2 separate regions of the Ovis aries genome follow, and region 2 is linked to region 1. A link is a contact called in public Hi-C data. All regions are on one chromosome and are shown on one strand. The core of a region is the stretch at or near the end of the contact, and the rest is flanking DNA. Distances in the headings are between cores, read along the strand shown. Region 1 has its middle 37 kb from the start of KCNA2. Region 2 has its middle 81 kb from the start of TRNAK-UUU.

The links. A called contact is a pair of places that touch in the nucleus more often than the background predicts.
Region 2: a Hi-C map of liver shows a contact between it and region 1, with 5 times the contacts expected there. The contact joins two enhancer-like sites. A contact is called at or near these places in 7 of 16 Hi-C or Micro-C datasets (blood, hypothalamus, liver and 3 more).

Annotation. Positions count from the first base shown.
Region 1 is chr1:87,948,492-87,952,334 of ARS-UI_Ramb_v3.0, forward strand. No RefSeq gene overlaps it. Among named protein-coding and RNA genes, the nearest start is that of KCNA2, 37 kb to the left of the region's middle. Within about 2 kb of position 2,165, at least 5 of the 54 cell types and tissues checked have an H3K27ac peak or open chromatin away from gene starts, as enhancers often do. A contact at or near this core is called in liver, where this site is marked.
Region 2 is chr1:88,112,470-88,116,312 of ARS-UI_Ramb_v3.0, forward strand. No RefSeq gene overlaps it. Among named protein-coding and RNA genes, the nearest start is that of TRNAK-UUU, 81 kb to the left of the region's middle. Within about 2 kb of position 2,217, at least 9 of the 54 cell types and tissues checked have an H3K27ac peak or open chromatin away from gene starts, as enhancers often do. A contact at or near this core is called in liver, where this site is marked.

The DNA of each region.
Region 1 (3,843 bases), core at 915-3,414:
CACCAGCTGGAATCCCTTATCGCTGGGCTAGCAGCTGTGAGGGATCACTTGGCCACCAGGAAACCTCCCCAGCTGGGACCTTTCTGAGAGTCTGTGCCAGAGATACGACATCTGTGGGTCTGCTCAGGGGAGACTCCAGCTGCTCTGCTCAGTCCCAGCCTCAGTGGTCACGGGGAAAAACCAGGAGGCAGAGTGAGAGCAGAAAACAGGCTGCTTTGCTTTTCTCGGTTTCCAGCTCGGCTCATCAGATCTACATTTCCCCGTTTCATAAGGGAAGTTGGCAGGCAGGACTGGAACTAAAAGAGGCCCCTCATTGTGGCAGATGGTGAAGCCCACAGCTGTCAAGTATGGACGGTTTGTTCCCTCTGACCCTCTGAGTTTTCACCTTTGTCTCATCCCTTTGGCTTCTGACCCATGGTGACTCCAGCCAGGCTTTTAGTCTGCACGTGGTATGTTTGGACAATGAGTATCAGGCAATGGGGAGAATCTTTGAACGTAATGGGTCATAGAAAAGTCCCCCAAATACTGGGACAGAGGCATGGAGGAGGGTGAGGTTTGTTTCACAACTCAGCGAGCTGGATTATTGGTGCCAAGGGCTCTCTTCTCTGAAGGGAAGTTTAGCCAAGCGTGGATTTCACAGCCATGGGTGTTAGAGGGCTAACCCCGGGGCGGTCCCTGTAAGGACTGGAGTGATTGTTCAGGGCCATCTGGTGATGGGCTGGTGGCTGAGGGTGACACTCCCCACAAGAGAGACAATGAGCACCAGGGAGAGGGGCTAGGAACCCTTCACTAAACATGAGGCAAATTGTCAACCGTCAAAGAAGGCAAGTGACTATGGGTCCCATTCTTGGATGAATCTTGGTGGGGCAGAGAGCCGGCCTTGCTCTACATGACAAAGACCATTCAGGGAAGGTAGGGCTCAGTTCCAAGCAGTGGATTTAGGGAGTCACGAGAGTGAGCAAGGGTGAATCTGGGGTCAGCATGGCAAAGGTCCTGCCAACCAACCAAAAGAGGATGCTTAAGAAGGCTGGGGTATTTAGTCTAGTGAAGAGGATAGGGGAAGAGTGATTTGGAATCCCTGCTGCTCCTGATGTCAGAACTGAGGCCATAGATGAAATAACAAGAAGAAAAATTCCAGTTCACCAGAGCTAGACCTACACAGTCATTTGAAGACAGCAAATCCCAGTGGCCAAGACCCTGGGCTTTAGAATAGCATTACAGTGAGCACCATCAGGAGCCTGCTCTCAGATGTGGTTATGAGACCTATTCAGTGTTGGCCTGCACCACAATTTAAAAAAAATTTTTGTCAATAACCAAATGCAATTGGGAGATTATGTTTATAAATCTATACTTAAAACCTCAGATATGAAGATCTGATCACCTAGGTTCATATTCTCTCATGGAACAAGAAATAGAACTTGGGTGGCAGCTGCCTCCTCTGAATAAGGTAAATACACCCCAGACCATCACAGATCCCACCTCCCTCCACCTTTCCTCCTGCATAATTTCACTGATCTCCAGGCAGGGATGATAGTTCACAACCCTGTTCTAGTAAATAACTCAGAGTGTGAGTCTTGGTCCGGCCACTTTTGAGCTATTGTGATTTTAGACAAGGAAGTCCTCTTCTGTAAGCCAGAGCTTCATTATCTGAATCTGGGAACCATAACAGTACTTACCTGGGAGAGTTAGAGAACTCCTGGAAAGCAGCTGTGGCACACTCCTGGAAAGCCAGAGTGTGGCACACAGCTAGAGCTCACCAACTCTGAGCTGCTTGGGAACTGTCCACCAGTGGAGGGGGCAGTCTCACAAAGATGTGGGGGCTCCATCACCAGCACCAGCCTTGCAGAAGCCAGGGACTGCAGAGGATGGAGAAGGCCTACCCTGCACCCCACCACCCAAGAATCTATGAAATGAATGGGCCATGTACCAGTTCTTCTTAGACCTTTCTCAATGACCAAGTCAATGGTGTTGGTTTAGGGCTGTCCTGGATGCTCATTGATATCAGATTTGATCTGGGGAAAAAATGTGAGGAGTAGGGAAGAATGTGTCACTTAAAGTAACTTGCACCCACTTGGGAGGCTGTAGTGTGCTCAGTGAGGCGGGGGTTCCAGCCCCAACTGACTGGCAGGTGGGAGTATCTCCCTGCCACTTCCTTTTCTGTTGCAGAGTTGCTCTGTGCTCACTGGCAGCACTTCCTCCCTGGGTAGCAGCTCATCAGCAAGCTCTGCAGGCAGCTGGACCAATCACCATCCATCAACTCCGTGATAGAGCATTGGTACATTAGGACCTGCCTGGACCTTGATTCTCCCCACACTACCACCCTCCCGCCCCTCCCCCCCCTGCCACCGCATCCCAGGTGGGGTCTGGTTGGTGTGGATGCCCTTCTGGAGGTTTGGACCCAGCCTTATAAGAGACACTTTGGTAACTTGTTCCCACTGGGCTCTGAGATGTCCCCTGTTGGAGCATCATTAAGTAACTAAGAGATTCTGTTCTGTATCCTAAACCTCCATGGATTTCCTGGCCCTGGGAGCTGAGTCTGCTTTATGTATTTGGGATGCCGAGCAAGGAGTGGACACATCCTTCTCAGAGAGGGACCAGAGGAGAGGAAACTGAGTCTAGAGGCTCAGAGGAACAAGGGAAGAAGGTCCCTTGGCAGAAGCATGGGAGAGAGAGAGAGAGAGAAATCACTGGGAGGCTATAGGAAGGCAGTTTTTTGGGATCAGGGACAGTGGCTAAGATGACATGGGTGCCAAGAACTAGCAGGGGAAGTGAAGTGAGTTGAGTGAGCCGGGAAACTCATGCTCTGAAGCTGTTTCCCTCACTGCCTTTCCACTCCTCCGTCCTCTGTTCGCTCTCCCCTTTGGCTTTCGCTGTGGCCCTGACACCTAAACACTGTTACAGCCTCAGCCCTCTCGCCTCAGCCCTAGGTAATGTTTCCATGCTGTATCTCCCTTCTGGCTGGCCTGGAGAGAATGGAGCAAGTTAGAGTCTGATGCTGATGCTGGTTCAGAGCCCAGCCTCCTACAGAATCAGACCAAGCCCTGACTTGGCAGGCTGACTTACCCAGATGTCAGGGCTCAGGCTCTCTGGTTCCTACACTTAAGCTAATTGGTCTCTTTGGAGAAGCTTTGCAGCCTCTGCCCTCTGGGCACTTGTCCCAAGGGAGTGGTTCCTCTTTGGCCTTTGCATTGGGCTTCTATGGCTGCTGAGTATCATCACAAGTCTTGTCTGATGGTCTCTGGCTTGCATCTGGGAAGCTGGGAAGTAACTCAGACAGTAAGTCTAAATTAAATATTAGGTCTAAGAGACTTTCACATTTTTCATAGCATGACCTCATTGGGGTATTTACTTTTTGCTCTCCTGGTTCTCCCAAATTAATAATTGATTAAATCCTGTTTTGACATTCATAGCTGATTTGCTTACATTCTACTGAACTGCACCTGTTCTGTGAGAGAGTAGGTGTGCGTCAGGAGGCTAGGAGAAGTCGGGGCAAACAACAGAAGCTTTAAAGGAGGTGTGTAGCTTGAGAACTGACTTTACACATGAAAATACAACTCAGTTCTAAAATTGTGGGTCATCTACTGTATGATAAGCCCTAGATTAGACTCCAGAGGCAGAATAAAATCATGGAGAGTACTGCCTCCTCTCTGGAAGCTTGTGTTGGAGAAGAAATAGCAGATATACAAACACCAGCTAAACTGCAGAATGCAACCCTGCTCCCCCACTGCATGGCTTATACACTCAAAATCACAATCACAATCAAATACACATCTGCGCATGTCAGGTCGTACCTGTGAAGATCAGCCCAGGATGTGGTTTTGCTATTTTGGCCATTAAAACCTA
Region 2 (3,843 bases), core at 967-3,466, 160 kb after region 1:
AGCTGACCAAGGGCCTAGCATGGAGCTGGTATCCCTGGCCTGGGTGTGTTACTGTCTTCAGACAGGTGCGGTGCCTGCCAGATTGGGTGGGGTGGGTGTGTAGGAGATGCATGTTCAGCGTGCAGGATGACAGCGCAGTAATCAAAGCCTGCTGTCCAGAGTTCAAGGTCCACAGCTGCAGCTTCCTACGTGTGTAACTCTGGGTAAGCAGAATCTCTGGGTCTGAAGGGACCATAGGCAGAGGCAACAGAATCAATCTCATGGGACTGTTTTAATGATTTTAAGAAGTTAACACATGTCATTAAATGGAGAAGGAAATGGCAACCCACTCTAATATTCTTGCCTAGGAAATCCCATGGATAGAAGAGCCTGTTGGACTACGGTCCATGGGGTCACAAAGTGTCAGACATGACTGAGTGACTTACATACATACTCACACACACACACACACACACACACACACACACACAAATATGTCATTAAATCAATCCTTGGCACATAACTTGATTTTCAGATATGGAAACTAGGAGACAGGTGAGTTAAATAGTTTTCTGGTAGAAACAGGTTACAATCTCAGGCCCATCGGTCCCAGGCCTCTGTTCTTAACCACTGCTCTACACTCCCTACATACAGGCACTGACTTCTGACAGAGGAGCGCCAGACACAGGGGCCTGGGCAGTCTGACACTTTTCTGCAGGGAAGAAAAGGAGGCCTCCTGACCACTCAGACATGTATAATGTGATCCAGATGTGAGGGCACGGGGATGACATCCAAGGACTTGAATTCATATCCTGGTCCTCTTGCCCCCCTAGCTGAGTAACCCTGAGCACGTCATTCACTTCTTGGCTTCAGACTCCTCAACCGTGCCGGGGGAGTTGGGCTGAAGGGCCTCTGAGACGCCTCTGACCCTGAACTTCCATGACCCCATTCCCCACACACGGCTCTGCCCATAGCAGGAAGTCTGGTCTGAGTAAGTAGCTGTGATGGGGGAACAGAGTCTGAGGGCTACTGCTGTGTGAATGTGTTTGAAGGCACCTCAAGTGACAAACGTGTTTGAGCAAACCTTTCTCCTGTCCTTGCCAATATTGATTTTTCCAAGTATGGAATCGATGCACTGCTGAGATAGGAGGGACAGAGTACACGGTGTTCTCTGAGACCGCAGGAAGCCGTCTGCTCCCATCACCTGCCTCTGTGACTCTTTCTGGGGCTCTCGCAGGCATGACAGACAACAGTGTCTGAGAAGCATGGTAGGTGGGAGGAAGTGTGAGGAAGCATATTTTCCCTGACTTGGAGACCGGGGTTGGGATGCCATCTGACTTCTAGTCACAGCTTCATGACTTCCTGTCTCTGGAACGTTGAGTCAGTCCCTCTCGGGGCCTTAGTCTCCTAATCTCTCAAAGAAGATCATTGTGTCTGAGGCTACTTGGGAATATTAAAGTGCACATGAAAACTCCCTGTCCATTGTCAACTTCATGAGATGAATGTGGTTTTTCCTGTTCTTGGAAAGTTTTCAGTTCTCAACAGAAACTATTCAAAAATATCCCCTCAACCTCTGGTGTGCTTAGTCTCTCAGTCATGTCCGACTCTTGCGACTCATAGACTGTAGCCTGCCAGGCTCCACTGTCCGTGGGATTCTCCAGGCAAGAATACTGGAGTAGATTGCCATTTCCCTCTCCAAGGGATCTTACTGACCCAGGAATCAAACCCAGGTCTCCTGCATTGCAGTCAGACTCTTTACCAACTGAGCTATGAGGGAAGCCCAACCTTTGGGATGGAAACCAAAACTTTGGTTTCTCCGAATTATAGTTCTGCTGCAATGGCAGGAGTATCTAAGAGCATAGCCAGGACTCTCTACTTGGCATCCAAAGCAGGGTCTGGGTGAGGAGCACGTAAATCTCTACTAAAAACTGAACCTAGCAGCAAAGACAGTAATGAGGACCAGAGCTTGAGTTTGGATGTGCAAAGTAAGCTGACGGTCCAGAAGGGAAGGCAAATTAATAAGACAAGGGCAGTCCGTGGCGGTGGGTGTGTAGGTGCTGTGGGCACACAGAACAGGGAAATCAAAGGGGAAGTGGTGGCAGGGAGACGGCAGGGGTGCCTTCCTGGAGAAGATGACGTCAAAGCTGGGTCCCAAAGGATCGGTGGGAGTTAGCAGGAAAGCACATGTTTTAAGAAAGAATTCAAAGCAGAGAGCATTGCGTGTATCTAGGGCAGGAAGTGGCTAGAATGTAGAATCTGCTGTGGGGGATGGGGAGTGAGAGGAAGCAAGAAGGTAGTACCGAGAAGAAGCAAGGGAGCAGAAGACAATTTTCTTCTGACTTTCAGTTTAAAAATGCTGCAACCATCATGACAACCAGAGAGGGTAAGTGATTTGCCCAAGACTGTACTGGGGAAAAAAATGACCCCAAAGTGAGCTGGGATGTTGAGGAAACATGGCTATGGCTAAAACACTGCTCCCAAGACTGCCTGCCAGAGATTTTTCCCGTGAGACGTTGCTTAAGGTGATCATCAGAACAAGAGGAGTTTCACAGTAGGTTAATAATACACTAAGTATGAGGTATTTCCGGATGTGCCACATTTCCTGTGCTAGAAGAAACTAATTAAACTCCCGGGACAGGAAGTGTGCGTGTGAGAACACAGAGCGAAATCAGGCTAATCTGAGATTTCACACCATCCATGACCTTGGCTGATAACCTCTATTCAGCCGATCTTGATTCCTCATTCTTCATATAGCTGTCTTCCTGAGGCTTGAGCAGGGATCGTTTTGAAATGGGATAGACAATTCCAAGATTAAAAAAAAAACCAAACTTGTCTCCCCTGCAATACTGACCTTCAAGAGGAGCTATCATCGTCAAATTCAAGAAAGGAGAGCCCAGACCACTTAGTTATTTCCCCAGAAGGTAGGAGTAAACCAAGGGTGAAAGGGCCCTATTCTCTGGCCCAAGACGCTTTGCACTATGCCTTCCTGGCACTGTTTTATCCTGCTCATGGTAGAGGTGATGGGGAAGCCAGAAACTGATGTCACCTGAATGGGACCACTCTGAGCCTTCTCTGCACAGCCACAGATAACCCCACTTATTAAACCCTGACAGAGGCACGGAGTACAAGAGTTCTGTTGCCATTCACCCTAAAACCCTCTCTGATCTTTGTTTTCATGACATACAAGGTTGAAAAGGTAAAATCAATAAGGAGGATCTAGGAGATGGGCATGCTGATTTAGGAATTATGCCACTTTATGCCAGTGAGTGAAGGGCTGTCCAAATGCCCTACAACTACAATCTGCTCTGATGAGGGCCCTCAATTAGGACCTAAGCTTCCAGGGTCTAAGGTGTGAAAATGCAGCAGTAACACAGAGGAGCAAACCAATGTCTCATCTTGATGTGCCTTCCTTTCCCTTTCTGCATCAAGTGAACATGTTCTATATCCAGGGGCTCCAGCGGGAAATGACAGTCCCCAGCCTGGGATGCTGTTTGGCTAGTATTATGGTTCCTCTGTCCCAACCTCTCCCTGACTTTTCTCCTCATCAAACAAATGGTGCCTGGCACGGAAATGTCTAGACACCTGTGTGGGTGTAGCCTGGGGCGAGGGATCTGAAGAGGAGGAATGTCTGCAGTTATTATCATGATCTCCAAGATCTTGGGCCAGGCTGCAGGGAAACAATTTGGAAGAGCTGCAACCCAGCATTCTGGAGAATTCACCCCAGAGTGCTGGGCGGTGGGCTCCACGACAGCGGACTCAAGATTTCCTGTGGTGATGCTCTGCCCTCTGGTGGCGGACCTGTAGAAATTATCACGTTCCCTTGGTTGCCTGATTGATTCCAAGACCATCTGTGACTTGCCCCGA